Linked DNA regions of Mus musculus: regions 1, 2, 3 and 4 are each linked to region 5. A link is a contact called in public Hi-C and HiChIP or PLAC-seq data. All regions are on one chromosome and are shown on one strand. Each heading gives the region's core, a stretch centred on a gene start, on an enhancer-like site or on the middle of the called end of the contact. The rest is flanking DNA. Distances are from core to core; before and after follow the strand shown. Region 1 holds the start of Olfml1 (olfactomedin-like 1). Region 2 overlaps Ppfibp2 (PTPRF interacting protein, binding protein 2 (liprin beta 2)). Region 3 holds the start of Ppfibp2 (PTPRF interacting protein, binding protein 2 (liprin beta 2)). Region 4 overlaps Syt9 (synaptotagmin IX). Region 5 has its middle 28 kb from the start of Rbmxl2.

Region 1 (2,700 bases), core at 34-2,533, 330 kb after region 5:
TTTTGTTTTGTTTTTAAATAAGGATGTAAGAGAAGTTAGCTAAAGTTCAGGCAGTTTTGGAAGGAGTTCAAAGATGGTTCTCTGAAACAAGAGCAATTGTTCTTAACAATAAGGAGATGGTGCTTGGAACATTACCAAGGATATAGGGAAGAACCAGTTAGCGACCAAAATCATATCAAAGAAGAGGAGAGAGGAACATCTATTAAGAACTAGGATATTCAAGAGCTACCAATAAGAAATGTTCAGATTTTAGATTTCAGCTACTTGTGTATGGATCAAATGCAAACTCAGGTCTTCTACCTCCCGACCAGGGCTCTTTCCATATTCCATAAATGCTCCAATTTCCCCTATTTTAAAAAGTGATTCATTAACAATGCAAAATAAAACAGAACAGAAGATGGAGGTGGGGTCCTGGGCCTGCCTATGGAAAAAGAGGTAAAGGTGGGGAGGCACTAGCACAGGAAACATAAACATGGAAGGTTTTATGGCTTTGCTCCAGCAACGGGATTTCTCTTTAGCTGGCCTGAGGGTCTGGTTTCCAGGCTGCTGCTAATGGGAATTCTGACACTGATGATGGGAAACTCGAGGACTTTCTCACAGTGGGATTACATTTCCTGATGACTCAGTGTCCCAAAAACCACTGTGTCAATCATTCATTCTCATCCTAAAAATTTTCTTCTGGGCCAGGAGAGATGGCTCAGTGGTTAGAAGCACCTGCTGCTCTTGCAGAGGACTGGAGTTCAGTTCCCAGGAATCATATCAGAGAGATTGTAACTCTGGACCCAGGAATCTCTGAGGCCACGTTCTGGCCACTGTGGGCCCCATATTTTCATGCATACATGTGTACATGAATTAAAAAATAAATCTAAAGAAAAAGGAAAAAAATTTTTTTCTTCTAAGTTCAATCCTGACAATTCTCAGCTGTTGGTCTGGGTAGCCAGGCCTGTGCCCACTGTACCCCTCTGCCCACAGAGCAATGCTGCCCTGTACACTTTTCTGAGATGGCATAGATCAGCATTCACATTTCCTTGCTATGCCTTTAAGAGCTACGAGAATGCAAGAAACAGAGGTGGGGTCTCCTAACAGAACTTCTTGGAAAAAGATCCTAGGAATTTCTGCCAGAAACTGAACTGAAATTCCAACACTGAGACCTTGGGGGGTGGCCTGTGTTGAGCTAGGCCTGCGATTGGACTGCACAGTCTATTAAGGAGGAGGGAACCAAAAGTAAAAGAGTTGGGGGAGGGGAGAGGAGAAAAGACCTCCCCTCCCCTTCCCCAACCCGTACACTCTGAACCTGGAAGCTGTAAGTAGCCATTAGCCTGGAGAGGGTCTGTGCATGGCCAAGCTGAGGGCAGCAGACACTGGACCCCCGGAGCTCTCTGCAACCAAGTGAACACGTAAGGCCTGCAGAGACTGGCTTGCCAACAGCTGGACTTGATCACCAGCTTGAAACTGAGATCATGCACCGGGTAGAATAACAAGCGGACTTTGTTCTCTCTGGCTATGCAAAGCGTTGTTTTCCAAGGAATTGCCACAGCAGCAGACAGAAAACCAGAGATCACCACCCGGACCCCTGAGTCGTTTTAGAGAACCAGAGTTCCTGGGAAGTGTGCAGGATGGTGGTGGCCCTTCAAGAAGCTTCTGCTTCCCTGGTTCTCTTCCTTGCAGCATTTCTGCCCCCACCACAACATGCCCAGGACCCAGCCATGGTACACTACATCTACCAGCGCTTCCAAGTCCTCGAGGTAGGTGACCTGTCTTCCCTTCACAGGGAGTATGCCTCTTGGAAGTCACTCTGCTGTGCCCCCACTTTGCTGTCAACTAGGGTGCATGTCTTCCTGATACAGAATGAATCACTGCTAAGATGACATTTACAGATGTGCATAGCCTAGCAGCTCAGATGCCACCTCCATTGCAGGCCGCTTGTACTTTCCCCTGGCAGTTTTTCTAACCTATAAAATGGACATAGTGATAGAATTTAGGTTCAAATGATACTCTGCAGATTTAATAAAGAGATTTCAAATTAGGGATGTTTTATTTGGGTCATTAATCCATACTCAGAACATAGCCTAACTCACTGAGTAAATTCTCAGGTTGTTGAACATTCAAAACCAAATAGTTCAGTCTTCAATGTATGAATTAGAACTCTAGTCATGTTTTCTTCATCTTTTACTATATAGGGATGCTAAGTGATTCCAGCTTTTCTCTTTTCCTTTTTATGATAAACTGTTAAGTGAATATAAGACAATGTGGTGTTACATATGGAGGCTCACCATAGATTTTTGCTTTTTATTCCTAACTGGACTTGGGTTTGGAAATGAGATTTCCCAGCAATGTTAAACAGAGTGAGAGCATTTGAGGTAGAACTTTGTTAGAACAGTCAAAAACCCAGGGTCGGGAACATGACTCAATTGGTAAGAACTAGCCTAGCGTGCAGGAGCCTGGGGTTCAAGGCTCATCACTGCAGAAACCAGGTATGTTTTATGATATCAGCTGTAACAGCAGTACTCAGGGAGTGGAGGCAGGAGGATCAGGGGCTTCAGAGTCATCTTTGGCTAAACAGGAAGTTTGAAGCCAGTTTAGACTAAGTGGGACTCTATACCAAAGCAAAACAACAAGTGAACAAAATTCAATATTTTTATAGGCCAGTCAGGTTTTTAGGAATAAATTTAATCTTCTACTTTGCAATGCTTTGCTCTT
Region 2 (2,700 bases), core at 94-2,593, 420 kb after region 5:
TCTGGCCTAGCTAGCTTGGCTCCTCTTCTCTCCCCCTTCTCTCCCCTCCCTCCTCTCTCTTTCCCTTTCCCTCTCCCTTCCCTTCCCTTTCTGCATGCATGCATGCTTGTATATATGTATTATGGAAAAGGGTTTCATATTCAGGCTAGACCTTCACCTCACCGCACAGCTATAAATTAGCTCAAAGTTTTGATCTTCACGCTTCTACCTCTTTAGTGCTAGGGCTTTAGGCCCATGTCACCATTCCAGGGTTATGTGGTGGTGGGTATGGTAGGTTTTGTGTATGCCAAACACTTTACTAGCTGAGCTGTGTTTCCAGCCTCGTGGATAAGTATTTTGTCCAGTGTTTTATTTTTACTCTGTGGACGGGGGTAACAGGCCTCCCTTAAAATAACAGCCTTGGTCTTAGTCCACACTTCTTAGTTTTCAAAGTGGAAACAGTTTAGGGAGTTTCAACTGAGGCCTGCATCTTAAGAACTGTGCAAAGACCTGCCTCAGCTGTGCATTCTGGGAGGCCTCACATAGGGTATGTGTGCATCTCTGACATCTTAAGCCCATCAATGCAGGCCCCCTCACATAGCTTTTGAGCTAGTCTTTCAACAAAGAGAAAGGCCTTGGAAGGGGCCTGCTTTTGTCTTGTCACTGATGGTGGCTCCTTCCATTGCAGTTCTTCAGACAAAGCTTTTCTCTTCGCCACATTCACTTTGCAGTTCTTCACTTGGCCAAAGAAGCAAATCTGTTTTCCATATTGGAAAGCTGGAGGTGGTTCAGGAGAGGTAGGAGAGAAAGCGGCCTCACTGGCTGTAAAACATGTGAGCTTGGGTTTCTCTAGCCATGGGATTCATTTCTCTGTCACCGGTCTCCAGCAGGACCAAAATACAGGTCTGGGTATGTTTATACTGAACATTTTTACATTGTTTTGTTTTGTACATTGTACAAAACTGCAGGCTGGAGATTTGTAGGGAAACCTTTCCTCTGGGTTTAAAAAAAAGAGAAGATTGGGATGCCCTTCAGTGGATTATAGCTTCATAGTAGTGTGCATGCTTAGAATGTAGGTGGTCTTGGGCTTGATTGTCAGTGTATACACACACACACACACACACACACACACAAATACACACACAAATATGCATACACATATGGGTAGGAGGATATTTAGTTTTGTAGAACAAAAAAGGTGCAGCTAATGTGAGCTAATTTCCGGTCTGTGTTTCATACCTCTCCAATGGCAGGTGTAGTGTGCGGTTCAGTGAGCTCTCAGACATAAGTAGGGATCGGTGTCCTCCCACCCCAATCGCTGGGCAGGGCCTAGTGGACAGTGTGCAGTGGTGATACTTTAATTCACGTGCAGTACTTTGAGAAGCCAGTAGGTGGCAGGCAGTGACAAAAGCTGGAATGTCTGAAGGCCAAGGACTAGGAATCAGGTAGTAGATTTTATAAGAGAAAATAGTTTGAATTTTTTTTTTTCTTCCTCCTGTGAGGTTGCTGAGCAGTGCATCTGGGTCTGTCAAAAACAAGAGTTCTTTCTCATTTTCTTTAGGAAACAGAGGACAAATAGCTGGCAGAGCAGGGTCCATTGTGGAGCTGGGAAGGAGAGACGGGCTGCTGAGGCCTGAGCTTTGGAGCATACATTTGACCTTTCCTTTGTTCCACCTCTCCAGGCTCCTTGACCTTTTTGCTATGGCCCAGGAGGAAGGTTCTTCACATTCCAGGAGGCGTTTCCTGGGCCACATGGTGTCTGTCTCGTGCCTTGGGGGCTTATGTACACAGTTTTTCTGGCATCACAGATAACATTGAGGGACTCTCAGTTACTGCAGATTTAATGGTATTACTTTTTTTTCCCTTGTTTTTTTTTTTTTTTTTTTCCCCCTGCCTCCCTAACTAAGCAAGTAAATTCTGGCAATCTGGATCCTTTCAGGACCTGACCAGAGAGACTATTCCAGCCCGCAGGAACCAGTGTTTATAAATGGCCAAGAATGTGCAAACACTGGTGAAACGGCAAATAAATCTTTCCCTCTGAATTTCCTGCTTCAGGCCCAGGGGATGTGGTAGGGGGTGTTGCCAGATTACCTTGACTTGGGGTGTAAGCATGTAGACACCCACTTACCCTCAGCCCGCAAACAAGGCCTGTGAGATAGACTAACCCCGAGCCTTCTGCCCCTTCAGCACTGCTGCGGCCAGCCACAGGATGCCTTCTCTCAGTTCTGACTTCTCTGAGAAACTTCTGGAAGTGGGTTTCTTATTTTGTACTACTTCAGGTGTGGTCCTGGGACCAGCCATGTAAGTGTCTCCCTGGAAACTTCTTAGCAACGTGCAATTAAATCCAGGCTCCATTTCTACCCCGCTGGTCCAACTTGGCATTTTCCCTACAAGCCCCTCCAACCCAGGCAACTCATTATAGATGGGGAAGCTTGGTGCTATCCCAGAGGCTGGTGAGCCTGTATTTGGCCTATTGCCTGTTTATTATGCCCTTGGATCAGCTAAGAATGATTTTCGCATTTTAAAAACTGATCAAAACCCGCAAGACTATTTTATGACGTGGAATGATAAAAACATCAATTTTCTGCATTTATAAATGAGGTTTAAGGGAAGCTCAGTCACAGGTTAGTTAGCATTGTCTGTAACTACTTTCATGCTACAGATAGCAGTCAAGTGTGATAGAATTTGTCTCTTGTCCTGACGCCTCCTGCATCCCCCTGA
Region 3 (2,700 bases), core at 72-2,571, 360 kb after region 5:
CTCACACTGTAGACCAGGCTGGCCTTGAACTCAAAAATCCACCTGCCTCTGCCTCCCGAGTGCTGGGATCAAAGGCGTGCACCACCACGCCCGGCGTCTGTACTTTTAAAGCTCCTTCCCAAACTGCACAGAAGCTTGAGAAAGCCAAGTTCATAAAACATTTTACAAAATAATTGTATAGTTCTGAGAAAATGCTGCAGTTTCTGGGGGCCTGGGGGAAGAAACTGCCCCCGTGGCCCCAAGCTACCAGTGGGATTTGGAACTGCCCACACTTGAACTTATATGAACTGCGCAGGCTCTGTTTCCAAAAGCCTCTCACCCGCTATTTTAAGGAAGTGAAAGAACCGAAGGGTGTCCTGCTGTGACACAAGTCTGGGGCCCCAATCTTCCTCTACTGGCTTTGCCTTTGCTCTGCTGCTGGCCATGTCCCCGCAGTGCTCACACACCTGTTTGCCACAGTATTTATGATCTTCTGTTCATGTGTGCAAGCCTCTGGTCATACCAGTAATTTTAGACTAATTTTGAAAAAAAAAAAAAAAAAAAAAAGACGAGTCGTGTCTGTCAACACTCCAGGTGTAAGCAACTGGAGTCCAGCTTAGTAGAGACTCCTGCCAGAGTCCCTGTATCCCTGCCATCTGAGGCCCTGGAGATTCTAAGCAGATAAAATGAGCAACCGGCCCTTGGAGGCCCGGGTAGGGCAAGCAGCTGTGGTAAAACCCAGGGCCTTATGCACGCTCGAGGTAGGTGCTGGGATTCGGTCTCCAGGTTTTTTTTGTTTGTTTGTTTTGCATACTTGTACCTGACCTTGCAGGGCACAGGAAGTGTTCTGTCTTCAGCTATTCACAAGACAGAACACCAGAGCTTTAACCACTAGAGGGACCTTCAGGAAAGGCGGGGGGAGCGGCGGCGGAGGTTGAGTTAGACAGATCTAAGAGTGACATGGAACCCAAATTGGGGTTGGTCTGGGCTGATTGGGAATGATACAGGTCTTAGACTACCCTTAATCTCAATGGGGTTACACAAGGCCCGCTGTGTGTGTGTGTGTGTGTGTGTGTGTGTGTGTACGCTTGCGCTTCGGTGCTCCTTTCTGCAATTCTCCGCACGCTTTCCTCGTCCTGCTGACAGATTACAAAAACTCTGGAGACCTGAGCACAGTGGGACACAAGGAAAATGCCTAGGGTCCTTTCTGCGGCCGGAAGAGTGCAAGAGTCCTAGGTGCAAGCAGTGGGCTGGACCCAGAGAGGGGCGTGGTCTCCCGGGAGGGGCGGGGTTTGAGCCAGCACGGGAGCTCTGCCTGGGGGCGGGGCTGACCAGGCAAGTCCCTGTGGAACTGGAACTGTGGCTCTTGGGTCCTCGCGGGCCACTGCGGTGCGGGAGAAGGAGGAGGGGTGGCAGAGGGGCGGTTCCTAGGGGGAAGGTCCCAGCAGCCAGAGAGCCACACTCCGGGACCAGCCTCTCTGGGATCCCCGCCTCCGTCACGTGGGTGCCGAACCGGGTCGGTGCTGGCGGGTCTGCCACTTGGTTGGCAGTTGGTCCTTGGGCCAGTGGCCTGTCACTGGGTTCTCCGCTCTTATGTTGGAAAGTGTGAGGGACACAGGAGCGACCTGCATACCTGAGCCTCCGAGAGAGAAGCTGCACTCTGGCATCCAGGTCAGTGGGTCTCCCTGCCTCGGCTCACCGCTATCCCGGGAACTGAGTACCCCCAGATCCAAGAACTACATGGGTAGTTGGGCGTCTGTGGTCTTTTAGACCTTCGAACGTTTTCAAGACTTGGGGACCCACTTATTTGTCTGGGAGACTGAGAAAAGGGAGCAACTCCCCTGGATTTGCTTGAGTTTTCTACCCGACCTCGCTCTGGATGTGCCACCTGCCCCGCGCTTCTACAGGTGGCAGAGTGGTCCCCAGGATACCGGGGTGTTCCGATATCTCAGAGTTCCGGGCGATTTTGACCCAAGCCTTGAGTCCCGTGAGGGCAGCAGTGGCATCAACTGGAGATACCTAGGTGGGTTTGTTCCATAGACCTTTGGTCCAGAGCGCTTTGGCCAGGAGCAGTTCTGTGCACTAATTGCTAAATGCAACACACTTCCCAAAGGCTCAAGGCAGGATTAGGGTGTGGGGATGCTTCTGTTTTTAAAAGTGGGTCCTCTTCCCTCCTTCCATCCTGACGCCAGACCCATACTTTTCCCTCCGATCAAAATAAGGTTATTATATGTTTAAAAACTAGAACTTCCAAGGTTCCGGTAGGATTCAAATAGGCATTCAGCTCTTTCTTAGAGCACTGAGATATTTGATATAGATCAGTCTTCCTCTTCATATTTTGGTTTTATTTCTGCCTGTGTTCATTTCTCTTGGTCCTTAATTGATTATATTGTAGACTGTAGTGTTTATTAGATTACCGAGTATTTTGTTAAGGTAAATGCTCAACTACAGGAAGGAAGTCAATTACAGACCTAATTAATCTTCAGTCTTAGATTACTATTGGTATACTAAACATGTTATCTGATTAGAAATTATTTCTTTCTTCACCAGCCCGTTTGTATGCATATTTACGTGACTTTGAAGTGGAATATTGTTAAGTCTTTTGTTGTTATTTTCATTTGGGATTTTATTTAAGGCTGATGGTGATGGGAACTGGTGATCTCATTTAGACCCTTGTGAATGCTTAGCTAGGCAAGTGCTCTACCACTGAGCAACAACACT
Region 4 (2,700 bases), core at 42-2,541, 290 kb after region 5:
TGTTCTGTGTGATTCATACCTAGCAAGAGTTCCATGTGCCCAGGATAGAACTCGTGACCCATATTTTGGGGCACACTATGAATGAATCACAGAGAAGCACAACCTGTAAACATGGAAATCACCCCAGGAATGCTGAACAGCTGAGAGGCTGGAGGGATGACAGGGATACGTGTCTCTGGCCAGCTCAGCTATTAAGTCAGTGGCTCAAACTTCTTCAACTGTAGCATGTCCACTTAACCCTGAACTGTCCACCTCTGGATGCAGCTCCTGATGTCACAGATTTGATTGTTGCTGAGTTCAAAGTCAAGTCCAGGATCACCCAAAAGCCACAGAAGTGTGGTAATAAGGGCTGTGTCTGCTCTGTATATCATGGCATTTCTTACCTTTCCTGTAGCACCTAGAACATTGTTTTATACATCAAAACAATTCTTAAAATGCTAACGAGGAAGAGAGCAGTTGTGGTGTCATATACCACCCTAGAAGATGCTCATGGTGTCCCATTATGCATTCACAGTGGAAAGTCAATGTCAAGGACTGGGTTTTTTTTTTTTTAATGAAGATTTTAGGCATAAAATAGTGAGAATCTACAAAATAATGAACAAATATCAACTTCCAGAGGAATTCCCTCATTTCCATTCATCTCCAGGTTTTTATGGTTGGTGTTGAATGAACATATAATGGTTTGCATAACTATCATACAAGAACTGAGCTCTTGAAGAATCCTTGGTCACGATTAGACTAACCAGGTTGGTGGAGGCAGTCAGTCATTCCTGTCTATTGTGGCAAGAGTTGATGGAGAATATAAGTTGGCCTGTGGGTCCCCAGTGAGGTGCAGACCCGGAACTGTCATGATGCCACAGATCTTCCTGGATGTAGGAGCTCCAGCACAACAGAGTTGACTTAGGAGTGCCCCAGCTGAGTCTACTGTCTAGCCTCTAGGGCACAGAGTCGGTACCTGCTAACTGATCTGAAAACTTGTCCTGGCAACAGAACGAACAGGAGGAAAGATTTCCTGTAGCAAGGAAGAGCGAGCAGTGCAGCGCACAAAGACAGCAATGGGCAAGGATTCAGGAACACTCAATGAGAATACCTGCCCTCCCCAAGCAAGGCTCTGCTCCCTCGTAGACTGGCCCTACAGGGATGCCTGAGCTGGTGGTGACCGACTTAAAGATCCAGCAGAGGCTGTAACATATTTTGCTTAAAACTACAGCTGGTTTATAATTTTGGCCTCAGACAGTAATTACAGCTGCCAGGGCTCCTCTGAGAGATAATTACGGGAAGAATTCAGCACACTCATTTTATCTACACACTTAACCATCAATTAAATCATTACCATCTAATCCTATCCCAGAGTCTAGGAATGTTCTGTGAATATATAATTTTGAAGACATTGAAGTTTGTTTTCAGATGATTTTAAGTGAAAAATTGCTCAATTTCCATAGCCCACACAGGCCCCTGGGCATGTTATCTCTATGAAGGCAGAGCCAGTGTCTCCTAGCCTGTGGTGACTGCCCCTCTGGAGGCCTGTGCTACATAGAGGACTGAGCTAAGATGGGTTTGCCCTGGGCTACAACTCTCCATTCACTCAAACTCAGGAGTGGGTCTTTTCTCATTGGAAGTTCAGGGCTCCAGAGTCTGACCACTGAATTTGTACTTTGACTTTTCTGAGCTGTGTGTCTCTGAACAGGTTGTTAAAATTTATTTAAGCCAGATTAGTCAACTTTTCAAGTACACAAATATAGATCCTACCAAATAGGGAGGGCTGTTGCCAATCTTACATGAGACAATGAATGTAATATGTTTAGCACAGGGCCTGGTATTTACTGGATGCTATGTAGGTTTTAATAGTCAGTGTTATTTGGTATATTAGTATGCACAGGGAAGGAGGGAAGCAGGTGGAGAATAGGAGGGTCTAAAAATATTATTCCAGGCTCTGAGAGCACTTGGGATGATGGACTGGTATTGACCCTGGGATAATGCTTTGGGCCTCAACATCTAGCCTTGGACTTCACAGCCTCTAACCTCTTGGTCCTTACCTTCCTCAAGGTAACCCACCTGAAAGCCTCTCTGTCTTACCCTATACCCCTGTCCTGGGTAATTTTATGTCAACTTGACAGAGTCTAGAATAATCTGAGAGGAGGGAACCAAAACTGAAAAAATATCTCTATTAGATTAGGCTACAGGCAAGCCTGTAGGGCATTTTCTTAATTAGTGATTGAGGTGGGTGATCTCACCCCTGGGCCGATAGTTCTGGATTCTATAAGACAGCAGAGTGAGTACGCCATGAGAGTCAGTAAGCAACACTTCTCCCGTGGCTACTGCATCAGCTCCTGCCTCCAGGTTCTTGCCCTAACTGCTTTAGATGATAAACTGTTATATGGAAATGTGAATGAAATAAACCCTGCCCTCCCCAAATTGTTCTTACATGCTGTCTAATCACAGAAATACTAACCCTAAGGAACCCCTTATCCCCTGACCCAGCTGCCCATCAAACCGTGCCCTGATACTTTTCCAGGAGCTTGGGGCACTGCCAGCTCCACCAGCCTGCTATCTTACATTGCTCTCACACCAGCTTTGAAGGGTTAACAGTCAAACATGACCGTGCCCCATTGTTTATTCTTACCATTTTTTGTTTTCTCTCATAAAATTTTCTTTTCAGGCGCACGGGGGGTTGGGGGGGTAGGGGGGGCTAATGATCCA
Region 5 (2,700 bases), core at 198-2,697:
AATGTATTCAATCTGCCATCTTGAACTGCGTCTTCAGTATAGTTTTTTGTATTGTACATAACATTTAAAAATAGTTAATATAGACTGTAGCCATTGCGTGGTCTTTCTTAGGAGATTTCTTGGGGTGCTGGCTTCCATTCACTCTACCCATGCCAGTGGGGTCATCGTCCTTTCAATGTCATTTCATTCTTTTAAGTTTTCTTCATTCTCCAAGCAATCAGATATTTATGAAATCCTAGTTCCCAGGACTGATCCCTCCTTTTGTGGATCACACAGTGGAACTCAACTAGGAATGATCTAGTCCTAGCCTTCTCTTGTATAGCTCTATTGAAGTGTACTAGAGGGAGTAGTCAGTTACCAGGGCTTGGGAAAGAAGTCAGTATAGTGAGCATTTAAATCTCTCCTACCTTGGCCCAAAGTGTTCTTCACTATATCAAAATAAATGTTTGACCTCAGAGATTGCTCAGTGGTTATGAACATGTGTTGTTCTTGCAGAGAACCCAGGTTTGATTCCTAGCTCCCATATGGAAGCCCACAACCATCTGTAATTTGAGTTCCAAGGGATCCAACACTATTCTGCCCTCCTTGGGAGTACTGCATGCAAGTACTCTTAACCACAGAGGCATTTCCCCAACTCTAGGCAGAGAGCTCTTTTATTCTAAGAATCAGACTTTGTTTTTCTCAAGTCAAAGATTTATGATACAGTGATTTTGTAAGGGAAGTCAGGTTTACTATGATATAGTGATCTTGGAAGGAATTATTTCTATAATTATAGTCTTCTGCGTTGTTTTCTATTTAGATAATTTAGAAAATGGCAAGTACATTGTAAAGCTTACTTTTTGCTAAGATTGATATATTAACAAATATATAATATATGTTATAGTAGCAATACATACTTATATATGTTTTATATATGGTATGCATGTTATATATAACATTATTATATACATATATGTTATTATAACTTACATGTATTAACTTGAGCTTTTCAACAGACCTATGAAATAAGTAGTACTACTCTTCCATTTTTTATGTAAGGAAACCATAGTGAAGAGGAAATCGGTTTTACAAGATATTTTGGTTCTAGAGTGGGTCCCAAACCAGATGTCTGGCTTTGTCATCTACATTCAACTAGCAAGGTCAGGCCTTGTTCCTGACAATTCTGTTTTCAGAACCCAGTGGCCTTGTCCTTGAACTTAAATGTAGTCACCTATAACCTTGAGAATTCTGTCTCTACAGATTTTCTGACATTGTACTTACTCCGTTCAGCAGCTGCTTCCAATCTGCATTCCTGGTGTTCAGATACCACCGGGTCAGACATTTTTCTGGGTTTGTTTGTGAGGGTGTTTTGGGTAAATTAGCATTTGAATTGGTAGGCAGAGTAAAGTATGGTCTCCTTTTGTGGATGGGTCTCTGCCCCTCAATTTGAATTCCTGGATAGAACAAAAGAACTCTGCTCGGAGAGAACTTCTGCCCCTGCAGACCTTGTAACTGGCTAACCTTGTAAGGAGAGGTGTCTACAAGTGTCTCTCTTTCTCTCTCTCTCTCCCTCCCCCCATATGTGTATGTTGTGCTTTAATTTATGTGTATGAGTCTGTTCATAATATACGCAAATTTCCATATCATGTATATGTACATATATTCTGTTAGTTGCTCCTTTCCATAAATCTGATTAATACAGAAACCAATTTTTACCAATAAGGGAAATTTTTAGTGATATGAACGTTTAGAAAAAGTTGAAAAGACTATATTAGATTTGCAAATATCATGTCATAAGTTCTTATAATGTGGTAGATTATGGAAAGACAAAAAAACAGGATGATAACACTTCTGCTAATTGGAAAGTTGACTTTAAAAGTATTAGAAATTATTGTTCACAAAATATACTACTACAGGAGAAAGGAAAGGAAGAAAAAAAAGAAAGAAAGATGCCAGGATGACTGTAGAGGGAGCTATCTGATCAGCTCAGATATTAAAGAACAACTTAATGATGAAAGAAGTTGAAACCAGTCTGCCCTTAAGGAGGGACTTACGAGACAGAAACAGAAAAAACAAAAGTAAACGGTTTATCCATAAAAGTTACATTCAAGTAATTGTAACATGCTGTAGGTAAAAAGGGTGGGATGCTTTATTCCCGGTGATAGGCCAGAAAGGGTGAGAGCTTGAGCCATGCTCTGCGGCTCTCTAGAGCACAGAGGAGACCTTGTCATCCTCATTCAGCACAGTCTTCTCTTCCCAGCTAAATCCTAGACTGCAGTATGTTGCAAAGAGCCTAAAAAGAGAGCAAAAGTATACTGTGAGGGTAGCCGTCACAGAGCCCCAGCCATGGACTTAAATTCCACCGTTGTTAGAGTATGCAACTCCAGACATTGCAAACATACTTATATTTAAAGTTCAGTCACTCAGCACTTATTTATTAAGTACTGACCTGTTCCTAACAGCATACAGACACTGAGGATACATAGGAGACAAATATAAGACAATCCCTTTGGAAGCTTGAAGAATCCCAGAACCCAGGCCAGAAATTGAGGATAGGTTTAGATTTAAACAAGAAGGTTCCAAACCTGGAGACACAGCCCATATTAACTATCTGGTGGACAATAGCTGTGAGATTTGGGGGTTTGGATCATAGATTCATCTCTTTATTCTGCTCTTACAGGCTAGTTTGTATTATCAACTTCATTGAAATAAATTAGAAAT

Evidence for each region. A called contact is a pair of places that touch in the nucleus more often than the background predicts. HiChIP or PLAC-seq counts read pairs in DNA pulled down with a chosen protein or histone mark.
Region 1: an H3K27ac HiChIP or PLAC-seq map of embryonic stem cells shows a contact between it and region 5, with 5 times the contacts expected there. The contact joins the promoter of Olfml1 here to the enhancer-like site in region 5. A contact is called at or near these places in 7 of 39 promoter capture datasets (the HPC-7 cell line, HPC-7-derived erythroid cells, cranial neural crest and 4 more), 6 of 484 Hi-C or Micro-C datasets (the N1E-115 cell line, cerebellar granule neurons, embryonic stem cells and 1 more) and 9 of 115 datasets of contacts at active chromatin or transcription factors (embryonic stem cells, neural progenitor cells and stem cell-derived neural progenitor cells).
Region 2: a contact with region 5 is called in a Hi-C map of the N1E-115 cell line, with 9 times the contacts expected there. The contact joins two enhancer-like sites. A contact is called at or near these places in 7 of 484 Hi-C or Micro-C datasets (the N1E-115 cell line, cerebellum, cortical neurons and 4 more) and 5 of 115 datasets of contacts at active chromatin or transcription factors (astrocytes and embryonic stem cells).
Region 3: a contact with region 5 is called in an H3K27ac HiChIP or PLAC-seq map of embryonic stem cells, with 4 times the contacts expected there. The contact joins the promoter of Ppfibp2 here to the enhancer-like site in region 5. A contact is called at or near these places in 7 of 39 promoter capture datasets (cranial neural crest, embryonic stem cells, hippocampal neurons and 3 more), 3 of 484 Hi-C or Micro-C datasets (all in embryonic stem cells), 6 of 115 datasets of contacts at active chromatin or transcription factors (craniofacial prominence, embryonic stem cells, forebrain and 1 more) and 1 of 9 other capture datasets (pancreatic islet).
Region 4: a Hi-C map of the N1E-115 cell line shows a contact between it and region 5, with 21 times the contacts expected there. The contact joins two enhancer-like sites. A contact is called at or near these places in 1 of 15 datasets of contacts at CTCF or cohesin (hippocampal excitatory neurons), 43 of 484 Hi-C or Micro-C datasets (the AtT-20 cell line, the Ba/F3 cell line, the G1E-ER4 cell line and 21 more) and 10 of 115 datasets of contacts at active chromatin or transcription factors (astrocytes, embryonic stem cells and stem cell-derived neural progenitor cells).

The regions. Positions count from the first base shown.
Region 1 is chr7:107,566,150-107,568,849 of GRCm38.p6, forward strand. Olfml1 (olfactomedin-like 1) reads left to right here and starts at 1,284. Exons shown (of 3, transcript NM_172907.3): 1 at 1,284-1,745. The coding sequence starts at 1,617.
Region 2 is chr7:107,660,033-107,662,732 of GRCm38.p6, forward strand. The region is part of intron 3 of Ppfibp2 (PTPRF interacting protein, binding protein 2 (liprin beta 2)); the gene reads left to right. Among named protein-coding and RNA genes, the nearest start is that of Ppfibp2, 66 kb to the left of the region's middle. Within about 2 kb of position 1,344, at least 36 of the 459 cell types and tissues checked have an H3K27ac peak or open chromatin away from gene starts, as enhancers often do. A contact at or near this core is called in the N1E-115 cell line and embryonic stem cells, where this site is marked.
Region 3 is chr7:107,593,730-107,596,429 of GRCm38.p6, forward strand. It overlaps Ppfibp2 (PTPRF interacting protein, binding protein 2 (liprin beta 2)), which reads left to right and starts at 1,322. Exons shown (of 25, transcript NM_008905.2): 1 at 1,322-1,650.
Region 4 is chr7:107,527,065-107,529,764 of GRCm38.p6, forward strand. All of the region lies in intron 6 of Syt9 (synaptotagmin IX), which reads left to right. Among named protein-coding and RNA genes, the nearest start is that of Olfml1, 39 kb to the right of the region's middle. Within about 2 kb of position 1,292, at least 3 of the 459 cell types and tissues checked have an H3K27ac peak or open chromatin away from gene starts, as enhancers often do. A contact at or near this core is called in the N1E-115 cell line, where this site is marked.
Region 5 is chr7:107,235,729-107,238,428 of GRCm38.p6, forward strand. No RefSeq gene overlaps it. Among named protein-coding and RNA genes, the nearest start is that of Rbmxl2, 28 kb to the left of the region's middle. Within about 2 kb of position 1,448, at least 15 of the 459 cell types and tissues checked have an H3K27ac peak or open chromatin away from gene starts, as enhancers often do. A contact at or near this core is called in the N1E-115 cell line and embryonic stem cells, where this site is marked.